4 separate regions of the Mus musculus genome follow, and all the other regions are linked to region 1. A link is a contact called in public ChIA-PET and promoter capture Hi-C data. All regions are on one chromosome and are shown on one strand. The core of a region is the stretch at or near the end of the contact, and the rest is flanking DNA. Distances in the headings are between cores, read along the strand shown. Region 1 holds the start of Prdm11 (PR domain containing 11). Region 2 holds the start of Chst1 (carbohydrate sulfotransferase 1). Region 3 holds the start of Cd82 (CD82 antigen). Region 4 holds the start of Tspan18 (tetraspanin 18).

Region 1 (6,416 bases), core at 1,675-4,174:
GGGCAAGAGTGGAACCATGCCTGGCCAGGAAGATGGCCCATGGGATCCGGGTCACTTCAGCAATTCTTCCAAAAGCAGAGTCATTGGAAAGATTTATGTCTTGCCATTAACAAAGGGAGACATTTTTTTTTTTTTTTTTTTTTTTTTTTTAATGAAAGGCAGAGAAGCAAGGCTTGGCCAGTAGGATTAGACATGGGGAAACAGAAATGAGAAGGAAACAACTGCCAATGCTGTTGGGAATGAATTTGGAATTTGGCTCTGAGCTTCCTGGCAGCCCAAGTAAAAAGGGAAGCCTGATCGGTTACAGAGTTCCTCTCATTAGCAAGGAAGACGCCTGCTGGTTCCTCGGGGGAGATGTAATTTGTTCCAGTTTTAGATTTTCCAGGCAATAAATCCTGAGTCAAATTTCTCCCTTGAGGATGTGAGAGATATCATCAATTGATGGGATAAATAATATGCTTGTCTTATAGTAAGTATCAAAAAGACTCTCCAGGGACCTGGGGGCACCCACCATGCAGCTCACTGGGTGACAGTTTTGTTTGGGTATTCTTATTTTTAAATTTTACTAGTATTTATTTATTTATTTATTTATTTATTTATTTATTTATTTATTTATAAGACAAGGTCTCTCTCTGTAGCACTGGCTTTCCTGGATGGATATCTAACTATTCATGGATCTCACATGGAGTTTTCCTCCTGAAGAGCTAAGACTATTCATAAGTCACATCTCGATGACTTCATGGGGACAATTTTGCAAGGAGAGGCAAGAGAGGAACCTGGCTTCCTCTCACAACACACTGGTAAACTCTGTGTGTGCAGTATTTGTGGAAGAAAGCAGCAGAAATCCATAGTTGCTTTGTGGGAAAGGGCAGCTAACTGGAAGTGGCAGAGAAGACATTGTCTGATGGAGGGAGGCAGGCTGGCTTGGGTCTCCCCGTGCCCCCAACTAGCTGTGTGATTTGTGGCATGTTGAACATCTCTGAGCATGTTGCCTCTTGGTAAAAAAGCCATACTTGCTTTGGAAGACTGGAAGGGAAACGGGTTAGTGGCAAAGCATGGGATGTGTGTGCGTGGATGCCATGCACCTACTGACTTTAGCTCCCATCCTGAGGTCCTCAGGGAATTCCAGGGAGCACCCTCTCACCCACATTTCTGGGATTCCGGCCCAACTTAGTGAGAGGCAAGCTTGAGACACACACTGACCTTGCCTTGGCCACATGTCTCTAGGGGGGTCCCACGAGCCCTGCCAAATGGTTCAGACCGGAGGAAACTAGTCTCCAAGGTCTGCTCATCCTCCGGGCCATTGGCCATACCCTTCTTTTCCTGTGCCTCTTTGTGGTCTGTCTCAGTTTCTTCGTCCCACCCACTCTCTGCAGCAGGCACTAGTCACTGCAGGCCCTGTGCCAACCCCTGGGCACTTGGGTCTTCACTGTTTGCCTTCCTGGCATGTGGTCCTGTGGATTCCTGGCCCACCCCTGATGTTGTTTCATGTATGGTCTCTTCCCCTCATAAGGGACAAGTGGCTAATTCCTCAGCCTCTCTTCCTGAGCCTGCCCTCTCCCAGGTGTTAGTTAGAACTTGAGGTAGTCCTACAGACTTCTGACTGGGCTGGAGCCACAATGGGATACACAGATCCAGGTCTTCATCCATATCCCACACACGACCCGGTGCTTCAGAAAGCTACACTGTGGACACACAGCAAGCACCTAGCCATTTCCATAGCATTACAGCTGCTTCTGGGCTCTTTACATACACCCTCAGGGCTCACCCTAGAGCTGGCAGCTGGACCTTTACAGCTTTGCAAGAAGAGGAAACAGGGTCATAGCTACAGACACTCAAGGTCATACTGCAAGTGACAGACAAGGGAGCCGAAGAAGCGTTTATGTTACCAAGGTCAAGAGAAATAAGAGAAGTTGCCTCCTGTCCCAGCCCCCATCAGGTCTCCTAAGCAAAGCATCCTCAGGAGTACTTGACCTTGGAAAGCCCTCTGGGATCGCCCTGGTGGAAGCTCCTTTCCCTGGGTAATCGGCTCCCCTGAGGTGACACCTTCTTGGGACTATCTGGACCTTCCTGGACTACCTGGCACTGGGCAGGCCTTCCAAGATCTCTTACTCAGGTAGAATCCTTTTTGGCAACTTCCAGCCTAAGGTGAGGCCCTCCTTCGGCCAGGGAACCCACCCTGCAGCAGCCTCCCCTTGGGGTCATTACAAAGAAGGGCTTGGGGTAGGGTTGTTCTGGTTCCCTCTGACCACTCACACTTCCTTTAAACACCCCAGCCTTACTACATCCCTTCACTATCTTTCTTGCTGGGTGCCATTTTGCAGATGGATACAATGAGGCACTAGGCAAGTTAAGTTAGGACACAGTCCCGTTCCAGCTTTGTATTCAGATTTGGTACTGTACTTTGATCTGAACAGCAAGTGACACTCACCCTTTAGTCCCCACGTAAATAGTTAATTTTTCTCACAGGCCCCAGGGCCCTTTTCCCTTGGTGTTCTATGGGACGCATGTTACCCAACTTCAGTTGATACTTCCAAACGGCTGAGCAACCAAAGGGTTAAAGGGGCCCGGAAGAGGACCCTGTAAGGGTTAAAATTATAAACGCATTTATCGCCCTCTGACTATTTATTGGGTTGTAGACCGACAACGTCGAAGCCGGGCAGAGCCAGGAGGCACCCTCGGATGGGCTTGCGCAAACGCCACAACTTTCTAGCACGACCCCCAGAAAGTATCCCAGGCACAAAGTTGGCGCAGCCCGCTCCTCCTCCGCAGCGTCGCCCTCCCCGTGGGGCGCGCGGCGGGGACGCGCGAGCTCCCGCGCGGGGCCGGCTCGGGGGACGCGGGGCTCAGCGAGGCTCGGCTCCGGCCCCCTGAATTGGGGGGTCCGCGTCTGCCCCAAACGCCGCTTTCTTCCGTTTTCCATGTCATTTCCTGTACTAATAAGATGGTGGTCAAAGCAGGGGAGGAGAGCAGCAGCGAGTCGCCGCCGCGCTGCCGCTGGCGCTGAAACTTTGCCCGGCCGGGGACCCCGCGCGCGGCCGCCCCGTCCCGCCGCGTCCCGCCGCCCCGGCCCCGGCCCGGCTCGCCGCCCCGCGTGGGAGCCCGCGAAGGTGAGTGGGCCCGGTGGCCACCGTGGCCATGAACGTGAACATGGCTTCGGAAGACGCTGGGCGGCTCGCCAACCGGCGCGGGGGCCGCGGCGAAGAGCGCGCGGGGACACTGGGGAGCGGGGGCGCAGGCAGGCGACGGGGCACGGACCGGAGCACCGGAAGCGGGGCGGGTCTCAAGGTGGCCCGGGCCCGCAGGTCGTCGCCACCGCCCGACGCGGGCCTCGGGCGGCCCAGCCTCCGCCTCCTTCCTCCGCGCACTCGCCCGCCTTGTTCCACTGTAGCCTTTTCCTCGGCTCCGCCGCGCGCTGACGGACGCGGCCGCCGGCCAATGGGAGCGGCTGTTCGGGCCCGGCGTTCGCAAAGAGAGCGCGTAGACAGGGGGCAGGGCGGGGCGAGGGCGGGATGCAGCCGCTGGCCTAGTTGCAGGGACCCGGTCGCCGGTGCTTCGGGGCCGGGCTGGGGGGCTTAGGGACCGCATGCCTCTCTGTGACCTGCCGCGGGCCTGGGGCGGCAGAGGGAGGGCGTGCCTTTTATCTATTTTAAGTCTTGGTTGCAGCACGGACTCTTCGGGAATTCGCCCCTGAGTGTCGTCTCCACCCCCCACCTCCTCATTCCCGGTCCCCAAGGTACTATGTGATGCAGAAACTGCAGAAACTTGGTGGCCAATGACCTTCCTCTGTCAAGGCCAGCGTGCCCTAGGCAAGTCGCTGCAGGGACTACTGAGCAGCCTTGGGCTAATAAGGCAAAAAGTTGCTAGTGTCTTGAGCCCATCTGAGTTGGAGCTCAGACCCTTAGAATCAGTTGATGACCTAGAGAAGGAAAGTCTGTCTTTTGTTTTTTTTGACCATGGCTTCGTGTGGAGGACAGCCGTGGTCTGTGATTAAGAGTGATCAGAAAGAAGCACGCCCAGTCCTTTGTGCGTGGGGACTGCGAGCAGTGAAGGGAGCCTTCTTTTCATCTTGAGAACCCTATAAACTTTGGGAGTTTTGTCTATCTGAAGCAGAATAGTTTTCCATGAAGTGTGATTCCCGTGGCACCCCTGTCCCCCGAAGAGGAAGGCAGGGACTTTCCTAGGTCTTGGTTGATGGTGTAGGGTGTATGGGTCAGAAGTCCCATATCCCCCTCATCCCTGGGGAGCGGAGTATGGTCTCTGCTGGGAACCTTCTGGGCATATGGCCCAGACCCCCTGGTTTATTTAGTTTCTTGGAAAGGACATCTTCAGGATCCTTCCCACGGGGCTTTGGATTTTGCAGGGCTGTAGTTGATCTCTTCAAGGGGATTCTCCTTCCCTGCAGTGGGTCCAGTACAGCCTGTGTGGGAGTCAGCTGGGAGAGCATTGAGATAGGATCAATTAAGTACCTGGCCCAGGGTCAGACTCCTGGTTTCAGAATCTAGAGCTGTGATCCTGGGCGATGCTCTGTGAACCATTTTGGGAATCACGATTGCCAGACCCCAGCCTGCTCCACCCAGCCCCTAACTAACAGTGCCCCTAAGGAGCAGATGCTCTCAGGGTGTGGTACCTTCTGAGTATCCGTCTCAAAAATGAGGAACACTTGTCCCAGGGGCCCTTGCTCTGTCATCACGGCCATCACCCCCAGCCTGGAGCTTTCTGGTCCAAATGTTTCTTAGGTTGGTTCTCCGAGGTGTCTGATGAGAGTCCTTCATCTGGCTTACTCTTCACTTAGATTCAATGTGGGATTATCAGAAAGCCTGAAAGAGGCAAAGACTATTGGAAGAGGAGTTGGGGGGTTGGAGTTATGCTGCCTTTGTGGTCTCTCACTTGGCTTTCCTCCATAAGCTTCCTCCAGGGTTGATCTCAGTGTGTCCCTGCCTGCCTCATCCAGTCAGTCCACCCATCTGCAAGCCCAGGGAGCTCTCTTTAGTGAATCCAACCCATCCTGGCTTCCTAATTTCTCCCCACTAGCACACTGGGGAACAGTACTTCCTGTTCCCAGGACAACTGCTAGGGTCTGAGATAAGGCACCTGCTCTTGCCCTGTTCCCCGTGGTACAATTGGGGTCACCTCAGTCTCCCTAGTTCCTGCTCCCGCTCCCCCTCCAGTCTGCCTGGTGCACTTCTGATAAAGGATCAAATTGTTGCTAACTGTAAAGCCTATAACATGACTCTCCCTTATCTTCAGCCTCATCTCCTGCCCTTCTCACCTCTCTGTTGCCCAGCCCAGCCCAGCCTGCCCTGGCCAGCCTCTCTTGGATCCTGACCTAGGATTTATGAATGAATGAAAGACAGTGAGGGGCAGAGTGGTGTGGAAATGTCTGCTGGCCTTTACTTTTTGTTTTTGTTTTTAGATTTATTATGTGAGCACACAATCACTCAACACCGGAAGAGGGCATGGGATCCCATTACAGATGGTTGTGAGCCACCATGTGGTTGCTAGAAATTGAACTCAGGACCTCTGGAAGAGCAGTCAGTACTCTTAACCTCTGAGCCATCTCTCCAGCCCCTGTATCTGGTGGTCTTTATTGCCCTCCTAAAAATATTTCCAGCAGCTCCAGGTATACCACAGGGTTGCCTTCAGTCCTCTTATTCTAGGTCAAGGCCATGTGACTAGCTGGTGAGTCTGGGACATGAGTTGATTGTGGCTCAAAGCAGTTAGCTGTCAATGCAAGACTCTCCTAAGATCTCCTTCTTGGTGGTGTGGCATCTGATAGCAGAATTGGAACTGCTTCTGTGTCATTCCATGAGCAGTGTACCTTGGTGCTCCACCATAAATGTGCAGTACAACTGAGGGATAGACCTTTGTTGTTTGAAACCACTGAGACCCAGGTTGGCTTATTCTTACAGGATAGCTTATGTCACCTCCTCCAGGAAGCCTTTCTGGGTTAGGCTAAACTTGGGTTACAGGTGTTTCTGGTCTCATCCTCGTCTCCTTGGATTCCTGTTGTTACTTAGTGATGATCTTTCATCGTCACCAGACCATGGGTCCTGTTTTAGGTAAGAGGCTTGTGTCTGAGAGCTGCTGGGTGAATGCCCTCTGTGAGTACTTGGCCCTGACTGAGGACAGGCAGTGTGCTCCGAGCCTCCCTGAGCTGCAGTTCCAGCAGGAAGGTTTCAGATGCAGCAGTAAGTCACTGGTCGAGGGCAGATGCAAAGCTCTTGGTCTTTGCAGGTGTCTGGACCCAGTGGCACTGAGCTCCAGAGAACTATGATAGGCAATTCCAGGAGAGATAGAGGATGAGATGGGAGGCCCCGAGATCTCTGCTGACATAAGGGGTGATTCAGTGCAAGGGTGGGAAAGGAATGGTGGTGATATCAGCTAGTGTCCCCGAGGGCTTACACCTGTCAGGC
Region 2 (6,416 bases), core at 1,506-4,005, 450 kb after region 1:
TGCCTGTCAGCCGCCCCGACGGAGAATCCCTTGTGTGCGGGTGGAGAGAAGCAGCCTCCCCTCGGAGGCCAGAACCTTCCTTGTTCCTCTGTCTTTCCCACCAAAGGGAGTTGGTCCAGCTCCATCACACTTGTGGAGCCTGATTTTACTATATGTTTCCCTCCCCCCTCCCAATGCCTTGCTACATCGAGTCCTCTGAACAAGTCTGTTTCCATGGAAACCATACAGTGACTCAGGGCTTCGGGACCTTCTCTGAACCAGATTATGACTATCAAATGCTCCCTCCTCACACCAATTCAGACTCCCTATGTAAAAGGATGGGGCATAGCCGATGGGCAAGAGGGGGCTGGGGACGGGACGGGGGGGGGAGTGGGGGGCCGCACAAACCAGGTCTCACTGAGAACCTGACACCCAGGGCTCTTTCAGACTCAGTCGAACAAAGCTAGGTCCCTCCTCCAGTGCAGCCTGACTTACTCCCTGCACTAGCATTCCCCAGTGCCACCCTCCCTTTGGAGCCAGGGCCCTTGGGAGAGGGCACTGAGAATCTAAACCCACACCTTGAATCAGAGCCTGCACTGAGCCGACAGGACATGGGGGCGAGGGTAGGAGGAAGTGGGCTAACTTAGGATGCTCAGAAGGGAGCCATTAACCCAAAGCTTCACAACCACTCGGCAAAAAGGGAAATTTGGATTTGGAGTCGGGGAGGGGGTTTTTGCTCTGAGATGAAGAAACCAAGGAGTTAGGGGACAGAGAAGGGGGGGGGGTCCTGATCTCAAAGCTCCAGCAATATTGGGGCATAATCATCAATGGCTTTCTCTCACTTGCACACCCCTCCTCTCCCCACAGATACCATGACCTGGACTGCTGGTCTCGAGCCAACTCACCCACCAGCAAGCAATGAAAGTTTGTCACACTAGGCTCCTGCAGGGGTCCAAGACCAAGGGCATATCCACCCCCTCCTTTCCTGGCAGCTCCCTAAAGACCCAAGAGGGCGGGGAATAGACTAGGGTGGAAGCTTGATACCTCCCTGGTGACTCCAGAGTGTGAGTCATGACGATAGAAGCACTTTGAAAAAGAAACAGGGTCATCAGGATGCCTACAAGTGTGGCAGCTACTGGGGACTGGGGCCTGGGAACTGCCTGCCAGGTAAGATCTCTTTGTGAGACAGCCTGGTCCCATCTAAAGGGCTAAGAAACCCCGGAAAGTATCTCCCTAGCCTATGAGCCCATCTCAACTTGCCTCTTACATCCACTGGTATCCTTGGGTTTCCCAAGTGGCTCCCAGTTCTCTGCTCAGCCAGGATGCTTGCCTCCTGCCTCCACCATAGGTGTCTTCCTATGTCCCTAGGCTCCAGAAGACAGTGGGCTGAATTCCTGTCACTGTTTGGACATGCACCTCCCCTGTCCCAGCCTCAACCTCTCAGCAGTCAGCTATAACATCCCTGGTCCTGGACCCCAAAAGCCTTGGTGTCCAGAAGCCTCTTGCTTAAACGGTTAAGCCCATCAGGAAGTGGGTACTAGGAATGTAATCTTAAAAAGAGGCAGACCTGGAGTAGGGAGAGGTGACATGGTGAGGTACCTGAAATCAAGCCAAGGTGCCATCCTAGCAGGACCTTCCTTCCTCAGATAGCGTGGCCTTTTAACCCATAGATTCCAGCTAGGGCCACTGTCTACTGTTACTGTAAAGTCAAGCACCGTGTCCCTCCCTGGACCCCGAAAGAAGCTGACCACCCCATATCCTACTCAGAGAGGTGCTAGGATTGTTTTGGCCTCGCGTGGGGGGAAGCTCTGCACCGTCAGGCAGCCCTAGTCTCCTAAGGGCCCAGCCTATCACCAGCATAGTAGAAGCCGATACAAGACCGAGGCTATAAGCAAGAGGCCGGGACAGTGCTTTGCCTCAGGGTGTAAGCCTGGTTTGTAAAGTTAGAGGAGGCACGGGAACCTCAGGGTCTCTGGCAACCTCGGCCGCTCGGGTCTAGCAGGCTGTTGCATGATCAACCCGGAGCAGACACCCGAGCGGGTACCGCAGCAGCAGAACAGGAGCCCCGGGCAGACGTTTATCCCAAGTTTGCTGCCCTCACCAGAGGAGGAGGTCAGGAGCGATCGCGGAGCTCTCCGGAGGGCTACTAGCCCCAGCCAACCTCTCCCAGCGCCCAGCACTCTGCGGTCCCTAGCCACCGCCTCCGCGCACCGCCCAGAGACACCGGCCCTGAGCTAGGGGCGTCTCCCGCCGCGCCCGCGCCCCCGCCCCTCCCGGCTGTTGCGGTGCAGTCCGTTCCCGCCTGCCCCGGGGCCCGGGAGACCCGGCCGATACCTGGTGGCGGGCGCGCCGGGAGCCGCTGCAGCGCCCAGCGCTGGCTCCATCCTTAGTCTAGAGTCAGGCTCTCCGGGGGCCCGCGGGTGGTGGTGGCGGTGGAGGTGGCGGCGGCATCCTCCTCCTCCCGCGCCCTGCTCCTCGGCCTCCCTCCTCCCAAGCCTCTTCCTCCGCCTCCGCGCGTCCCTCACGGGCCCCTCTCCATGGCTCGGGGGCGCTAGCTCCGGGTGGCTCGCTCTGCACAGTGCCTTTTCCTGATGAGAGAGAGAGAGAGAGAGAGAGAGAGAGAGAGAGAGAGAGAGAGAGAGAGAGAGAGATCAGGGCCAGGCACCGGGACACCGAGCACTGCAGCCCCAGTCTCCGGAGGACAGCAGCAGCCTCGGAGGCCAGAGCCTCACGGAGTACCCTCCTTGCGTCTCGGAGTCAAAAGCAGCGGTGGTTGCTTCAGCGCCGAGCTAGCGGGTGGCAGGCGCTGCGGTCCCGGCTCCACCCCCAGCGCCGCCCGCCCCCTCTCCGCCCGACCCCGTCAGCGCGCGCCCTCCCGCCCCCCCCCCCCCCGCGCAGCCCAGGCCGGGAGCGCCGGGACACCCCCACTAGCAGGGCTCCGGAGCCAACCCACCGGCGGGCCGAGGCAGCCACACCCCCCACCCTCCACCCCGCACCCCCCACCCCCCACCCCCGAGTTGAGGAGGCCAAGCGGCAGCAGCACGGGTACCTCTTGGCCTGCCCTCTCCCCCTACACCCGCCCTAGCGAAGGCATGGCTCTATCTATGCAGCCAAAGCCTCTGGATACCCAAGTCTGGCTACAGCCCCAACCTGACCCTGGCTCCTTTCCCCAGCCAGGGCAATCAGAGACTCCCAAACCCAGAACTGAAGTCGATATTCCACTACATGCCCCTGCTTCTCTTCCATCACCCACAACTAAAGAAATGTTTCATTTGCCCCAGATCCTGTCATCCCCTTTCAGCAGGGGCTGGGTGGAGCTGGCCAGTTAGTCGGACACTAGAGTTCCTTTGCTAGAGGAAGCTTTCCATCCTGCCCAGCCCCTTCCTCCTAGGCTGCATCTGTCTTCCCAGGTAGTTACCAGTCCACAAGCTGCACTTGTGGGACCAGGACAGCGGCAAAGCCCTGGCACTACAGTGGTCCTTCGTTCTCTGCATAAATATCGACTGAGCATCTCCTGCATGTCAGAAGCACCGAACACTATAGCTAGTGACAAGAGAAACATACCCCTGAGCCCTCAGTGTGGCCTGGAGGAAAAATGAAGCCAGCAGAGGAATGCCTGTGGCCCTGAACTGAAGAGGAGGGAAAACCCACTTCTACCATTGGCCACCAAGGTGTCCATGCGCACAAACCCAGACCCCATCCTGACCTGTTTCCCATCTGAAGATGTGTAGGTACTTTGCAGGGCTCTGGACCAAAGGCAGTAGTAGACTTTGTCCAGAGTGGTAGCGATCGTCCAAAGGAGTGGGCTTCCATCTCCACCGTCTCTTACGTCTCCTAGAACACGATCTGTCCATCCGTCTGTCACTCCTGATACGGTGCAGAGAACAACGGGTTTTTTTTTTGTTTTGTTTTGTTTTTTAATGAGGTTATATTCACCTGGAAGTTCTCAGTGCAGAGGAGCCTTTGTGAGTCTGCTGTGTGACCATGTGATGCAGTCCTCCCCCACCCGTGCCTCAGTTTCCTCACGAGGAAAAATGGAGGTGCTTTTTCTTATCTCCTAGGGCAACAGCTCCCATGTTAGCTTGGGTGGATGCTTACTTGTTCGCTAAGAAGGGAATAACATAATGTCTAGGAGTCTCCCGGAGACCCCAAGGGGCATATCTTCAGAAAAGGCTTCACATGGAACCAGATGACGTGAAGACCTCTGCTCCAAGGGTCCCAGTAGGCCACATGGTCATTTGTCTTGGTTACAGTTGCCAACCCCTAACTATAAACTCCTGTCCCCCACCACCTCCTCAGAGAAGACAACTAACATCGCCTTTCCTGACATCCCTGATGCAGCAGCTCCAGCTGCAGCTGTACCCGGCATCCCCCACCCCCACCTCCACCCTCTGCAGCCAGGGCTATAGGGCACCAGACCTCAGCCCCAGCATCACAGGGCTTTAGTCACTTGCCCACCTCCATGGTAAGTGGCTGTGTTTTGACATGACCAAGAAGAGAAAGCTGGCCTTGCAAGAACACTCCAGGTTTCAGGCCCCTCCCACTTGTCCATGGACAGCCTGCACCCCCCCCCCACCAACCCCCCCCCCCCGTCACCCTGGATGAACCAGAACCATCTCTTTCACCTAGGTTAATCCCTGCCTGAATCTCAGCTACCCCAGAATAGTCCAGGCTTAGAAACTCCTCTATCTCCCACTCTCTGATCCCAGCAAGTCATTTTTCAAACTTTGCTATATTTTGGATGGAGAGGACAGTGAGGTTAAAATGTAAAGAACTGGGGAGAAATATATTTAAACTCTGAAAGTAGACACAGACCTGGGTCCTCAGAAGTACTATGAGTCTGTTCCCAGTTACCTGGGGTTGCCCCCATATAACAAAAACATGTTTCTTAGGTGCCTACTGTGTGCAAGGCGCTGTGGGGGAGGGGATGCAGTGATGCCTCCACTAGAAGAGCATATCAGTTCTCAACCCCCATGGCAAACAGCTCACAAATGCGGGTGGCTCCTGCTCCAGGGGTTCTGACGCCCTCTTCTGGCCTACATCCGCATACACAGACACATGCACACGTAGGCGGAGTTTAAAACAAAAGTGAAAAAAAAAAAAAACAAAAAACAAAAAACCCTTTAGAAAGAGTGGTCACTGAAAATTTGCGTTTTTCTAAGTGGCCTGGGAAGTCAGGTGAAGATGCAGCCTTCGAATGTCTTTCAGGAAGGGCTTCCTGGAGAAGGAGCTAACTCCAGGAACGATAGCTGTGGGGTGGACAGGGCATGCAAGGCAAAGGAGGAAACAGCAAGCAGCCTGCCATTTGACAGACAGTAGCTAAGAAGACTGTAGCAATGGCTGACGTCGGGGCTCTCCCCCTCCCTGAGCCAGGCTTTGAGCTCTTCGCCACATGGGGATTATTTTGTTGGAGCCTCAAAAGTAGCCTGATGTGGCAGGAATTGTCGTTCCCTCTTTTAAGGACTAATGAGTCCTGGGATTTGCCCAATTTGCAGAACTGCTTAGCTACTACACAGTAGCCAAGCCAGGGCACCTCACTGGGGCCACACTGGGCCAGCCTGGCTCAAGGATACTTCCTAAGGAGGGACAGGATGCCAGGTAAACCTGAGGATGGGACTTTCAGAGCCCCCAAACATAGAAGCCTCCTTGAATAGAGCCCGCTCCGTCCCCCAAGAATTCAAAACTACGCATTTTCTCCTCTTCCCCGGCCTTCTGGTCTCAGAGGCGATTGGAAATGGGTTAAGGGGTTTGGGGGTTGGCACTGTGGTGCTTCAATCTCTTTCAGGGGTCCATTTGGTGGCGGTCTGGGCCGCCCTCCTTGTCTCTTCAGTCTGTCGTGGGAGACTGATGGCCCGGGGTTTGACTGAGGATGCGCAGCAGAAGGTCTCCATCCCAGGTCTCCCTGGGACACTGACAAGAATACAAGCTTGCAGAGGGCAAATCCCAGCAGTCTTTCCAAGCCCATCGGCTTCAGTACCTATAGCAAAAGTCCTAACCAGACCCCACCCTGCACAGGGTAGGTAGACCCTGCAGGTAGAGGAAAAGGACTCCTGCAAAGAAACGTCACTCTGTGAGTGCTGATGGAGACACTGAGGTCCAAAGAGGGCAAATGACTTACCCAAGGCCACACAGGAGGCACAGTTAGCCTCAACTCGAGTCTATTGCTTACTGAAAGAGCAAATTCATACTCTTCCTGCTTCTGCCTCTGCCCCGCTTCAGATGCGCTCCTTTTCTGGATAAATTGGAGGGAATGTCTCCATGGATAGACGGAAACAAGTGTTTGAAACCTTACCTGTGACTGGACACTTGCTAGGCCCTCAGCATTACAGAATGTGATTGTTCCCTCATCTTCTCTGTGACCAGAGGTTGCCAGCCCTGGTGCACGCATAGCTTCAACGGGACACACCAGCGCTGAAAACACTTGACTGAGCCCACAA
Region 3 (6,416 bases), core at 2,721-5,220, 420 kb before region 1:
GTGGTAACTATGTCTACAGGATCATCTTGACCATGCCTCTGTGTAGAAACACGGGGAGTCTCTGTTCAGCTGGCCCAAATACAGCCTCAAGGGCAACCCAAGCCTCTTGGCTCCTCTATCCCTAGATAATTGGCTCTGTCACAGGTGTTCAACTTCTGGAGGCAGTAGCTGTGTGGAGCAATGAGCAGATGGGCTGGGGTATCCTCACGACTGAATCCTGTATTGTTGTGACACTGAGGACAGGAAGAGAAGCAGGTGGGTGGGCCCAGCTATGGACCCGAGCTGATCTCCTCACATGCTCTAACTCCTGCATGAAGCTGCAGAATCCAGGAAGTCCAAACTGGAGCATGGTCTTGCTGATGGATGGATGATGGTCAGGCAGGAGGATGAACCTTTTGTTGTCTGGTCTGTGACCTGCTCAGCATAAAAGGATGCTTATCGAAACTGTATTCTAAGCTTGGGTTTCTTGTGCTAAACGAGGCCTGCACACTAGGACCAGAACCCCAGGATGTCAGCGCCTTTGGAGAAAACCTCAGCAGGAGTGCAGCAGACAGTGCCTCTTGTGTGGCAGGAATTCCAGAAGCTGCACACCTACTTCCCTATTTCCCACAGGACACTCTAGACTGCCCCCATCTCCAGTCTAGAGTGGCCTTAACAAGAAAGGGTTGCCAACAGGATTTAAATAGGAGGGGCAAATTGGTAGTGGAGGAACTATCTGGGCTAGGGAGGGGCTGATGGGACCCAGGTCTTTGGCCTATTGTGTACCATTTTCCTCTCAGGTTGAAACAACCCATCTTTCAGGGAATCAAGTTAAACAGGAAGGCAAACAACTCAAAATAGCTTCAGGAAGTCCCTGAAACTGACCAGATTCACTAAGCCCCTTCCTCTCAGAGTAAGCAATAAAGCTGCAAAGAGTTTCAGACAAGTTAACTACAAAGGAGAAGAAGACTCAGACCAAGAAACAGGCTGAGATACCTGGAAGGGATTTAGACCAGCTAAATCACTTGGACACTCACCAACCTGCTGAGCTCGCTGAAGCTGTGTCTTGTGCTCAGGTTCCCAGAGATGTCACCTGTGTCTAGGTTGTGCTTTGGAGATTCATCGGTTCACCACGTTGGACTTGGGGCGTATCCATGCTTTGGTCTGTTGTGGATTCCCTACCTGGGGAGAATTGATGTGTATGTAGAATCCCTTCAGGACAAGTCTTGTCACACAAAGAGCCATCTGTGAGTCACCATCGCAAACATCCTAGCTTGGGGGTCAAGGAGGTCTCAGAGAAGGGTGGGGAGGAAGGTATTTTATGGCCACTTGGCAAAAGTTAGACAAGGTCAAGATCTAGCACCCAGGCCAGGACACCACAGCACCCTATTTTCTCACTATGGCTCTGGGTCTCGAGCATCCATAGTGTCAGGGAACAAGGTTAGATCTTGGCATCTTATGGAATAAATGACAAGCATCTGAGAAGGGCAGTTTATGTACCCTAAACTTAGCTGGAATTGCAAGCTGTCCTGAGCCTCCCAACTTAGGTCCTGGGAACAAACTCCGGGCCTCTGGAAGAACAACAAGTACTCCTGTCCCATGAGCCATCTCTCTAGCCTGTTTCCTAAGCTTAGTTTATAAATTGTTTGATTAATTCATTACCCGGGACCTATCGCTAAATGTGTGGTTGGAACCCTTGCTCACCCTGGCCCATCTGCTCTCTTTCCTTAACCCCACCTGATCGGAGAAAATTCTGGCGTAATTCATCACCCCTCAGCTCTACATTTCGGGCAACCCACCCAAGAGTGCCCCACCCAGGGGCTCAGCTTTTGACCATATATGGGCATGATCCCAGCTCCTAGCTGACGCATCGCATCGTCATCCCTCACCTAAGGCCTATAAAGCCCCTTGTGTGAGCCTTGCTTCGTGACTTCCCTGGTCCACTTCCTTGGGATAGGGTGAACCTGCCTAGGAGTAGCCTTTATCTATTTTAATCTGGTCTAACCTGGTCTAATCTGGCCTACATCGCACTGGTAGAAAACCCGTTTTCAAGGATGACCATGAATCCCCAATCTTCTTTCTCACCTTTACCTCCCAAGTGCAGGGACTTCCGTTTTTTTAGCATCATCCCAGACTTAGTCCCTCACTAGACTGAGCTCTTGGTAAATACAATTTCTTCTCATCTCCACACTCAGAAAGTTGGAGGAGCAGCAGCAGGAAATAGAGGACAACCTGGGCTACATGAGACCAAAAGTAAATAAAAAGTTATTTCCAATGGCCACTGTCACAATATTTTTGTTATTAATCCTTTTGTTTGTTTGTTCCCTTTTCATGCAGCCCAAGTTGGCTTCAAACTTGTTTAGCCAAGGTTGGCCTCAAACTCCTGATCCATCATGCCATGCTGTCTGTCTGTCTGTCTGTCTCTCATAAACCAATAATGTGTTTTTATTAGGTTAGGGTTTTGTTTGCTTTGGCTTTGGTTTTGTGGGTCCCTTCTTAAAGGCACTTACTTTGCCCTGGGTAACACAGATGCTAGGTCTACCTAGGCCCTGTGAGTGAGTCTCAGCCTACCCTATGCCCAACAGTGGCTCTCAACCACAAAGCTGACTCGGAATTACCTGGGACCCTTGTGAAAGCAAACCACCGCAGTTTCCCACCGAGTTGTTTCTGGGTGCCTCAAACCCCAAACATGAACCTAACAAGTTCCCAGGCAGCGATGGGGCTTCTAGGGTGAGAACAGCTTTGAGAACCACTGGGCAGCCTTGCATCCAGCGCCCCACTGGTAAAGCAAGCACATCCACACCCTCCCCTCAGAGGCTTGTACTGCTATGCCAGTGAGATGTGTTGCTAAAGAACTTCAGCAGTTCACAGGTTAATGGCCCTGCTTGTTAACCTGGTAACCTGCCTGAGGCAGATCCATGGTCTGTAGTGCATTGTGATGTGTCAGACATCTGGAGATCTTTGGCAGACCACTTTCTCAAAGAAGAAGCCAGCCATGGAGGTCTCAGGCCCTCTGCCCTCTCCTGCCACCCCTTCACCAGCCTGCTGTACCACAGCTGGCTGGCCTGGGCCACTTCTTCAAGGACCAAAATCCAGAAAAGCTAGGACAAGTATTAAGTATGATTCGAGACGTTGGAATGGTTCACGAACGACTCTGCTGTTAGACTCTAGCCCACGACTTCCCCTCTCTAAAGCTTGGGCTGTGCATCTGTAAAATGGGTGCAAATAATAAAATGGGTACAAATAAAGTAGCCCAGGAGTGGTAGGGACTGAAGAGCAGAGTTTTAACAGCTGTTGGCTTTCATCCTGTCTTTGAGCAAAAGTTCAACCACTGGTAGCTGTTAGTATTTTCAGAAAGTGCTTGGCTCCAGCCGCCTCCACACGGAGACCTGGTCTTGGAACGCGAACGCTCCCACGCCATTCCCGGGTTGCACCAGGATACGCCCGTCCTAGAATGCCAGCGTCGGGGCCCCAGGCTTATAGCCCTGAGCCAGGTTGCTAAGGGGAACAGGCTCGGGGCGGAGCAGAGAATCCCCCGGGAAGGGCGGAGCCGGGGAGTTGCCTCCCAGTTGGAGGCCTAAGGGTGAGCCCCTGGGGAAAGTGATGGACTCAAAGGGGTGAACAGGAGGGCTTCAGAGGACCGCCAGCGGCATAGTTGGGAAGTGGGAAGGATGGGGGAGACCATAGGGGGTGAGACTCCGCAAGGCTGGAAGAGACTGGAGCGGCAGACTTGGGGTCCCAGGTCGGCCTTATCCCCTGGAGGCCCAAAGCAGGCGGAGCAAGGCGCGTACGTGGCCTCGCCTCTAATCTGGAGCTGGAACCAGGCTGCAGGGCTGGGCAGAGCTGGAGGGTTGGCAAAGGGTAGCCAGCTCAGTGTTGTGCTAAGGGGTGTGGCCGTTTGATTGAACCGGGAGGCTGTGGTGGGCGGAGCCTGGTGCTACCTCCCGCAGGGCCCAGAGGGGAACTGTATAGGGGGCGTGTCAAGGGCGTGGTCTTGGGGGGCGTGGCGTGGCCTGACAAGGCCGTTGAGCTTCTGGACTGACTTCGGGAGGGGGTGGCGGGGGAAAACGGAGGGACAGAGCCAAGCTGCGCAGTCAGACTCGGGTTGGGGCGCCAGCTGAAGACGCGGGACTTAAAGCGCGTAGCCAGAACCCAGGCACCAGGTAAGAGAAGCCTGGGGGAGGGGACAGGATAATCGGAAGCAAACTTAGCTTTGTCCGGATTTCCTAGCAGGACCCATTCCGCCAAGCCCGTGGGGCCCGCTTGGCAACAGGTAACAGGCTGGAGCACTTAGTAGCTGAGAAGGGTCGTTCACCTCCGAGTCCCGAACTCCCTAGTTCTGGCTGCCCCACACACCAGCCCTGTGGCCCCGGGCCTGTCCCTGCCCCTAGTCCAGATCTCCTCCGGTTCCAGAAGGAGGAAGTTGATTGAGATGAGCTTCCGAGCGGAATGTGAGGGCTAACAGGTGACAGTCACAGTGGTGTGTGAGTACACTCGCTTTCAGATTGCGTAGCTAGACCTCAGCGACTTCCGCAAAATGTCACTGAGAGAAACGATTTAAGTTGCCCTGGGTTATTGGAAGGAACTCCAAATCCAAAGCAAGGCAGTTTCCGTTCTTTTCCTCCTTCCACGTTCTGAGCGCACCACTGAACTGGGTGGACTTAAGAGTGGAAACCTAGCCAAACTTTTCCAGGTGAGCTGGTTTGGAAGAGGAGCCTGGAGGGATAGCAGCAGAAGAAACTCTCTCTTGGGGTGCATAGGGAGAAGAAGGGGAAACCCTTCCAAACCTGCTCAGAATCTAGCCAAACCCAAGAGAGCTCCTTGCTGTGCCAGGGATTAGGTATTTGTGCAGAAGGGGCTCCACTTCTGATGGTGGGGTGTGTCCTGGGTCCTGGCTGTGCCAAGGATTTAGGCTTTGGGATTCAGCCTAATTGGATTCCACTCCCCTCCAAACCTTAGTTTCCTCATCTGTAACTTGGGGAGCAATGGCCAAACAGTAGTAGCAAGAATTAAGTGAAACTATGTGTACCATGCCTGACAGGCCATTGGGTGCCCAGAAGCCTCACTTCAAAGCTCCTGAGATGTCAGTGAGCAGGTGGTGTGCTGTCTTCCTTCTGGGAAATGAACCCATCTTTGGGGTTTGGCTTGGTTTGGAAGGCTTGTGGGTAACTGCAGCTGTCCCATCCCTGACCTCATCAGAGTCAGAAACTGACACCAGCCATCAACGTCATCTTGTTCTTTTGTGGGTCAGGAAATGTGTTACCTAGACAAAGGAGGGCCTGAGTCCCTAACATAGCTTGGAGATGATGGGTATTGAATTTAAACGACCCCCACCCCCTTGTAAAAAAAACTGCTTAATGAGTCCATGGGCCTAGCATTATCCTCATCCTGAGGTGCTATGAGGCTCCCCAACCCATCTCCCTCCTGGGGAAGTTTCTCTCACAGCTTGGGCTAGCTCAGGGGAAGTCCCAGTAGTCTATGAGGCTTTAGTGGCTGGTATGGGCTGTTTCACTGCAAGTTTACGGTAGGAAGGGCACATGGTCTGCATGAGCAGGGCTGGGCACAGAAGATATGGAAGGTGCCCCATGGGAAATCCTTGCATTTTGGTGGGAGATGAGCCCCTGCTGTAGAGTCAGCTGGAAAGTACTCTGGAAAGCCTGGCTGAAGGCCGCCGGACCACGTGGAAAAGACTGTGTGTGGTGGGGGGCACAGAATATGTGAGGAATCTCTGGGGAATCAGAGTGGGTAGCAGGGATGGGCTTTAGAGTTGAGCAGGACTTTCTGCCTGGACTCCCCAGCCCTGATTAATCTTTGGCCTGCTCCATGGCTGTCAGCCTTTCGGTGGCATTAGATGAGACTTTGCTGCAGTGAGGAGGGTGCACCCTCAGGAGAAGAAGACATTCAGCACCAACTGTGCCTGGTGTGTACAGCACCCTCCCACCACCACTCCCATTCTGTGACGTGAAATGCCAAGCAATGGCACAACGATGGCCCATACCCTTCGGTCACTCAGCGTCTGGAAAGGGGCTTGAGTCAGGGATGTGACAGAAGATATTTGAAGGAAGGATGAGAGGAACCTTTGGGGCCTTAAGGACCAGAAAGGTGGGCCAGAAGGTCTTTCGAACAGAGGGAGATGCTCAAAAGCAGGGTCAGCTTCTTAATGGAGATCTTGAGAAATGGCTGGGTTACTGGTCTAGCTCGGTGGTTCCTACAGTTGGCTGCAACTTTTTAATACAATTCCTCATGTCATGGTGACCCTCGACCATTAAATGATTTTTATTGCTACTTCATAGCTACACTTCTACTACTGTTAAGTGTAGTGTAAGTGTCTGTGTTTTCCAATGCCCATGGGCATCCTCTGTGAAAGGTCTTTTAACCCCAAAGGGGTCAAGCCTACAGGTTGAGAGCCACTGGTCTAGCTAAGGCTGGGCTCTCCA
Region 4 (6,416 bases), core at 2,599-5,098, 290 kb before region 1:
GAAGATTAGGTGGCTTGGGCTGGCAAGAATAAGACGTTAGTGAAGGAAATCTTGCTACTTGAGTTCAGTCCCTGGAATCACGTGAAGGTAGAAGAGAATCAGCTCCACGAAGTTGTCCTCTGAGAGTCATAGGTGTGTTGGGGCATGTGTACTGCTGTGCCCTACACACACACATGCACATGCACACATACATGCACATGTACACACACACAACACATACAACACACTCACATACACACACAACACACATGCACACACACATACTATACATACACACACATACACACGACACACACACACACACACATACACACACACACACACACACACACACCCCACAAACATACAAAGAGAGGAGAAAGGAAGAAAGGCAGGAAAGAAGGAAGAAAGACCAGAGCTTTTGAGTGGCCTACTCCAGACAGCGGGGTTGAATCCTGAGGGCAGCCTCCACCTGGGGTGCTGGAGATGCAAGGCAGCATTGCCCCTTAAGAAGCTCACTGCCTAACAGCCTTAATATTACAAAGCTGGAGTCTCTTGCCACTCTTTCCTATGCTCTCAAACCCTTTCTTTGTAAAGACACATGCTCTTTTAAATCTTAAGTAGTTTGCCATGGCACAGAGCTCACGACAAAGACCTCAGTGGAGCTGGAGAGAGGAGATGGTGTTTCTGCCCTTTTTCATAATTCTCAGGGTATTGGAGCAGGGTCTGATGGCCCAGCCAGAACCCATGTTCATATCTGGGGTCTCATGTTCCAGTTGGGAGCACTGAGGCCTGGTGAGGGCAGAGCTCCAGGCTGCAGGCTCCTAGCTACTGGCTCAGGGCTCTTTGTGCAGGATGTCATTGGCCCATGTGTTCCTTGTCTAGGGGCTGAGTCCCAGCACCTGACTTGTGCAGTCCAAGCTGATTGTGACAGACTTGAGACTTTTAGGCCAATGGGACATTTTGGGATTTTTCTTGTAGGTGTTAGAGAAAAAAACCCAAAAATAAAATAAAATAAAATAAAATAAAATAAAACCTCCTTGAGGGGAGAGATGAGCATTTTCAAGCTCCATTTCTTCCATATTTCCAGTATTACTGTCCTGTTGCCGTGGCAACATGCCTGCGAGCATCAGCTTATGGAAGCAAGGGTTTATTTTGGCTTACAGTTTGAAGGGACACTAGTCCATCACCAGGAAGACACAGTGGGGAAGGCAGGACAGCTGGCCACATTCACACGCCATCGAGGCTCTGAGAGATGAGATGTGGGTGCTTTCTTCTTACTCAGTCGGGGACCCCCGCCAATGCAATGGTGCTGCCCAGGATCTCCCACTTTCATTAACCCAATTCAGAAACTCCCTCAAAGACATAATAGAGATCCAGCTTCTAGATGAGTCTAGATTCTGTCAAATTGACGGTATTAACTATCAAACCCCTCCCTATGCAGGGAGTTGGGAGGTCTTGACCCAGGAGTCAGGAGGCCCCATGTTATTGCCATGCTCATCTGTCAACCCCACCAATCTTTCTCAGCATCCCCATGAAGACAATGAAGTAGCTGGACTACGATGAATCCCCATGGGGTTTCTTTGGAGTGGGCAAATGAGGAATCCTGGGCCTTCTGAACCTGGCGGCTTCTGGGTCTGTGCTAACCTGGCATCTCCTTGGTCAGAGCTAGCTGGCCCTTCCATTTCACCCCTGGGCTGTCTTTCTCCCCTCCCCACTCCATCCCCTTGGAATACTTCATTGCCTGCCTGAAACCTCATGATAAGCCACCATTTGGGGAACTTTCTTGGTTTCCCGACAGAACAGTTGAAGGGACCCTACAGGTTGTTTGCTCAACTTTGCATGTGGAAACACTAAGACTAAGATTGTTCTATGAATAGGAGACTAGCTCTCCCAGCATCAAAATGTGGTCTTATGTCTCATGGGACTAAACTTCCAGGGTCCCCATTTTGGGGGAGAAAAAAGGCACTTTTCTGTCTCTGCTATACAGGTATCATGTTTCCTGGTGTGCGGTGTCCCACGCTGGTTGCTAATGTGTCTTTAGTGACCTTTTTGGCGCTCACTGGACTCCAAGTGGGAGTGAGCCCTGCGATGCTCAGCCCTTCTTAGCCAAAGCAGCCAGCGGCATCTTGTTACACTTTCTTTTATTATGACTGAAGATCCGTTGTTGGAGTTTAATGACACCATTTTATTCGCACTGTATTTGTTTTATGATATCCTTCTATTTATAGCAATCCGACACTGCTCTTCCATTTATGGCCGTGGTAGAACATATCACTGTTTAAAAACAAACTCGTTTAAGTAAAACAAAATATAAAATAAGTGCTGATTTAAAGAAAGCACTTAAGCAGGCAGCCGTCATCCTTGGGCCCAGTCAGACTAACGTTCTCAAGGAGGCAGAAGGAAACGGAGGCCTGGAGTTAGATCCACTGTCCTAACTGGACGTGAGATGTACAGCCGGCCCAATCTTCTTTCCATCTACTTAGTTGGTTCTGGGGTGGAATTCAGGAGTCAGGGCTGGTGGCAAGTACCTGTTAGCAGGGAGCCATCTTGCTGGCCCCCAGCTTGTGCTGTCTCCCCTAAACTACACTGTGCCTGCTTTTGTCAAAACTTAATCTTTAAAGGCCCCTCCTGTCTGCCAAGCCTGGGCCTTTTCCCTCACAGCTTGATTCTGCTTAAGTTTCTGGGATGCCCCTCTTGGTTCCCAGGAGGCCCATGCAGCAGTCTTTTACAGCAGCAGCCTTGAGTTAAGGGCCTGTGAGGGTTCTCAGCCAGAGGGTTCCGTGCCCCACCCCCCCCCCCCACACACACACACTCTGTTTGGGAAGCTGAAGAGGTATCTATATATTGACAGACTTCCACACCTACGCCATTGGTCCACTGTTCTCGAAACTGCATGCCCCTCTGTCAAATCCCCTTCTTGGCCTCTCTCTGTGAAGTGGTTCAAAGGAACAGCCCTGAGACCTTAGACATTTTACTTCTTGGACTGTGGGCTTGAAAATACCAAGTCTGGTTTTCTGTTTACCCTTCAAAGCTCTGTCTAGCATCCTGACTTCACCAAGTTCCACACTGAAGTCAAAGAGTGTCTGTCCTGGGTGAGATCAGTGGGCCAAGTGGTCTCCTGTAGAGTGTAGTTTGATTTGTGTGTGTGTGGCCTCACAGGACTTTTCAAAGCTGAGACACTGATAATTGCTGCCAACGATTTGAGCCTTCTCATGACAGTCTTTCTTAGGTTGTGGCTCTTGAGTGCCTGCTTGTGAATTTTATATGGGTTCTGTATAGCATAGGTTAGCTGTCTTAGTGAACCCCAGTGGAGGAGAGGATGAAGTGAGAGCCTCTCACTGGTCTGGTCCTTAGCAGTGCTATAGTTTACAGCGGATGGGGTTGGGAGGCACCAACAATGAACCCTAATAGAGCTTGCTGCACAGGTTTCTATCTGGTACTTCCCTGGCAGTAAGTGGGAAACCAAGACGCGACATCGCAATGGAGAATCCCACACCCCAGCCCTGCAGTCCCACACACGGTGTGATAACAGCGAGAAAGCTTCCAGGGAATAAATGTCCCAGTCTAGCGTGCTACCTTCACCCTTCTCCAGCAATCTCCTAAATTCAGACATTGAGGCTAGGAGTGCAGAGGACATCGGGAGAGCACAGTTCCAGAAACCACGCTCTAGGACCCGGTGAGAGAGCGGCCGTGGACCATGAGAGCCGTGTCCGCCCCGGAGACGCGCCAGCACCGCGGCGGCAGTAGTGGCGACAGGAGACGGAGGGGCGGAGGCTGGGGCGGAGGGAGCGGGAGGGCGGGCCGGAGGGTGGCGGGAGGTGTGGCCGGCGGCGGTGGCGGGTGAGCCGCTGCAGCTGCCGCCGGCGTCTCAGGGGCTGCAAGCTGCAGGCGGACGCAACGCTGTGCGATTCCGAAGCCCAGCCACGCCAGGCCGCCCGGCCCTGGCCCCCAGCGGGCGTCGCCGCTCCTTGTCGCTTTGACGCCTAGCCCAGCGCCGCGGCGCAGGACTACCGGTGCCCCGCAAGTTGCGAGCGCACTCTGCGCCTGGGGAAACTTTACCCCGCGGCCGAGCCTCTGCCAGGTAGGATTCAATCACTGAGCCCCTCTGTGCGTACTGGCCCCGGGATACCGCGCGCTTCGGGGGAGATCCCAGATCAGTGCGGGTCCCAGGACGCTCGGGTAAGCGGCCACCAAGTTCTGAAGCGACTCCCCTGGGGGCGGGGACAGCGCCGCACTGAGTGACCCGGAGCATGCTCGGGTCGCGACTTCGCCCAGGTCAGGTGCAGCCATTCTGCGCCCAGCGATCTCGGGGGCTCAGGCGACAGTAAGGCGGCAGGTGGGACTCCCAGAGCCGGTGTGTTGGCCGGGGCTGTACCGAGAGTGAAGGGGTGAGCCCAAGTGACCCTGCACACAAGCAGGTCACAACGGGGGACACGGAGCCGGGCTTGGGCGCGGCGGACAGCCGATCGGGCTGGGGCACCGAGCGCTCTTCGCCTTCGTGGGACCCTGGTAGCAGGGCCTGGAGAACGCTCCTAGATTTTGCTCTCGCACCCGAGTTATCATTCCTTGCGCGGGAAGATGTCCAGCTCCGTGGATGTGGAGACCTAGGAGGTTCCCGGGCGGGTCCGGAGCTCCTTGCGGCCGGATGTGGGGTGTGGTGGCCGTGGGTTCCTTAGCGTGGCTGGCCGAGGTGGGCGCGCGCGGGCTCCGGGTCCTGCTTGCGCTGGGAGAGTTGTCTCGCCAGGGGGCGCCCTTCCCTGGCCAGATCGGCTTCCCAGACCAGCCTAGGAGCTTCTCTGAGTTTCTGAGCTCATGGAACCGCAGATGGACCAAGGCAATGCGCGTGGGGTCTGTTTGGAGGAGCTCCCCACCTTGTCCCAGAGAATCGGACGGAGGTGCACCCACTGTGAGACTGATGTGCAACGATCAGACGGATCAGTGTCATGAGGTGGGCTGCTGGCAAGGATGAGTGAACAATTTACACCCAGAAAAACAAAAGAAAGTTTACATGAACAGCAAGCCTGCATGGAGACAATAGGATAGAACATTAGTTGGATTTACTTGAAGTTACTGAAACCCAGCCATTTTTGTAAAAGTGGCATCTTTTGTCCTGGTCCTGGTCAGATCTCTGGGCGTGGTGGGCAGGATTTGTCCTCTCTCTGGGCATAGGTAGATTGGGGGCATAGGAATTTCTATAGTTTCATCAAAAGGGATACACTCCTCACCCATTACCGAGAGCACTCCATGTCCTGGGCCTGAGGTCCCACATGCATCTCTATGATCACGTCCCACATGCTGGTGAAAACGCACTTTCTTCCTTCCTGTACTCTTAGACTCCTGTATTGTGTGGGTGGAAAGGGTCATCTTTGTTGTGTGAAAGGCTGTTCTTATGGAGGGGACTTTGGAGGGAATTGGTGCCTTCTCTTCTCACTAAACTTCTCTCTGTTCCCCCAAGAGAGTACAGATAAGCTCACAGAGACCGTAGCTTCACACCGACTGAAGTTTTCATGTGCCCTTGCTAGGAATTCGTGCTCACCATCCAAGCTATTCCATATACCCCACCACACACACACACACACACACACACACACACACACACAGGTGTTGGGAATGGGTCCCCAAGATACAGATGGGGTCCTGCCTTCAGCCTGGGTAGAAACCACATGTGTTTATTGGATACAGCTAGTACCCCCATCCAGGACAAAGTTTCCATCAGACAGATCATCCTATCTGCCTGGCTTCTGTTTGGAATGGCAGAGCCAACGCAGAGAGGCAAAGGAAAGGGTGGGGACCCTTGTCACTGGGTTTGTCTTTAAGACATGCCAGAAAACAAAAGAAGAGTGTTGTTTGTTTTAGTTTTAATGGCTCTCAGTGTGTGTGTGTGTGTGTGTGTGTGTGTGTGTGTGTGTGTAGCCTAGTTGGAGAGCCCCGCCCACCCCTGGAACGTGGGTATTAGCATGTTCCCAACCCGAAGGCCTGCAGATTCTGGGTGCTGTCTCTTCTCTTTACTCCTTACTCACCCCAGCCCTCACACTGAAGACAACATAGAGGTTCTCCACCTTCCAAAGTTGCTCCTGCCTCTGGTCCTGTCTCTTGGACTCCAGGTAGATTCCCCAGTTTCTGACTTCTCAGTAGTCCAAGCCCAGGCTCATTTCTTTGTCTCTCTGTCCCCAAGACCAAGATGCCAGTCAATCACTGAATCTCCAGGGAGCTTTGAGGAAACAAACCTCTGGACTTGCACCTAGGACAGACTGATCTGAATCCAGAAAGGACCCCTCCCCCAGTTTTCTGGTAACTTCCACACCAGGCTGGAAATAGTCCCCTACCATCTAAGTGACATTTTAGTGCTTTGGACTTGGGACTGGTTGGGTTTGGAGTCAAGATATTAGGGGGGTTTGTGGGAAGGGGCTGGTAGAGGAGAAAGGGCAGATTTG

What was found. Promoter capture Hi-C pulls out the DNA fragments that hold promoters and counts their contacts. ChIA-PET counts read pairs in DNA pulled down with a chosen protein or histone mark. Capture Hi-C pulls out chosen DNA fragments and counts their contacts.
Region 2: a promoter capture Hi-C map of stem cell-derived epiblast-like cells shows a contact between it and region 1, with 2.5 times the contacts expected there. The contact joins the promoter of Chst1 here to the promoter of Prdm11 in region 1. A contact is called at or near these places in 5 of 39 promoter capture datasets (the 3T3-L1 cell line, embryonic stem cells, hippocampal neurons and 2 more), 1 of 484 Hi-C or Micro-C datasets (fibroblasts) and 1 of 115 datasets of contacts at active chromatin or transcription factors (embryonic forebrain).
Region 3: a contact with region 1 is called in an RNA polymerase II ChIA-PET map of memory CD8 T cells, with 48 read pairs. The contact joins the promoter of Cd82 here to the promoter of Prdm11 in region 1. A contact is called at or near these places in 18 of 39 promoter capture datasets (the 3T3-L1 cell line, 3T3-L1-derived adipocytes, the C10 cell line and 12 more), 10 of 484 Hi-C or Micro-C datasets (CD4 T cells, CD8 T cells, embryonic stem cells and 3 more), 7 of 115 datasets of contacts at active chromatin or transcription factors (astrocytes, bone marrow-derived macrophages, craniofacial prominence and 4 more) and 3 of 9 other capture datasets (adipose tissue, embryonic stem cells and liver).
Region 4: a contact with region 1 is called in a promoter capture Hi-C map of pancreatic islet. The contact joins the promoter of Tspan18 here to the promoter of Prdm11 in region 1. A contact is called at or near these places in 1 of 39 promoter capture datasets (embryonic stem cells), 3 of 484 Hi-C or Micro-C datasets (cerebral cortex and embryonic stem cells), 1 of 115 datasets of contacts at active chromatin or transcription factors (embryonic stem cells) and 3 of 9 other capture datasets (adipose tissue, liver and pancreatic islet).

The regions. Positions count from the first base shown.
Region 1 is chr2:93,042,673-93,049,088 of GRCm38.p6, reverse strand. Prdm11 (PR domain containing 11) reads left to right here and starts at 2,924. Exons shown (of 8, transcript NM_001368848.1): 1 at 2,924-3,110.
Region 2 is chr2:92,596,046-92,602,461 of GRCm38.p6, reverse strand. Chst1 (carbohydrate sulfotransferase 1) reads right to left here and starts at 2,755. Exons shown (of 3, transcript NM_023850.2): 1 at 2,314-2,755.
Region 3 is chr2:93,460,056-93,466,471 of GRCm38.p6, reverse strand. Cd82 (CD82 antigen) reads left to right here and starts at 3,970. Exons shown (of 10, transcript NM_007656.5): 1 at 3,970-4,142. It overlaps Gm10804 (predicted gene 10804), which reads right to left. Exons shown (of 5, transcript NR_040532.1): 3 at 1,017-1,161.
Region 4 is chr2:93,331,919-93,338,334 of GRCm38.p6, reverse strand. It overlaps Tspan18 (tetraspanin 18), which reads left to right and starts at 3,848. Exons shown (of 10, transcript NM_183180.2): 1 at 3,848-4,063.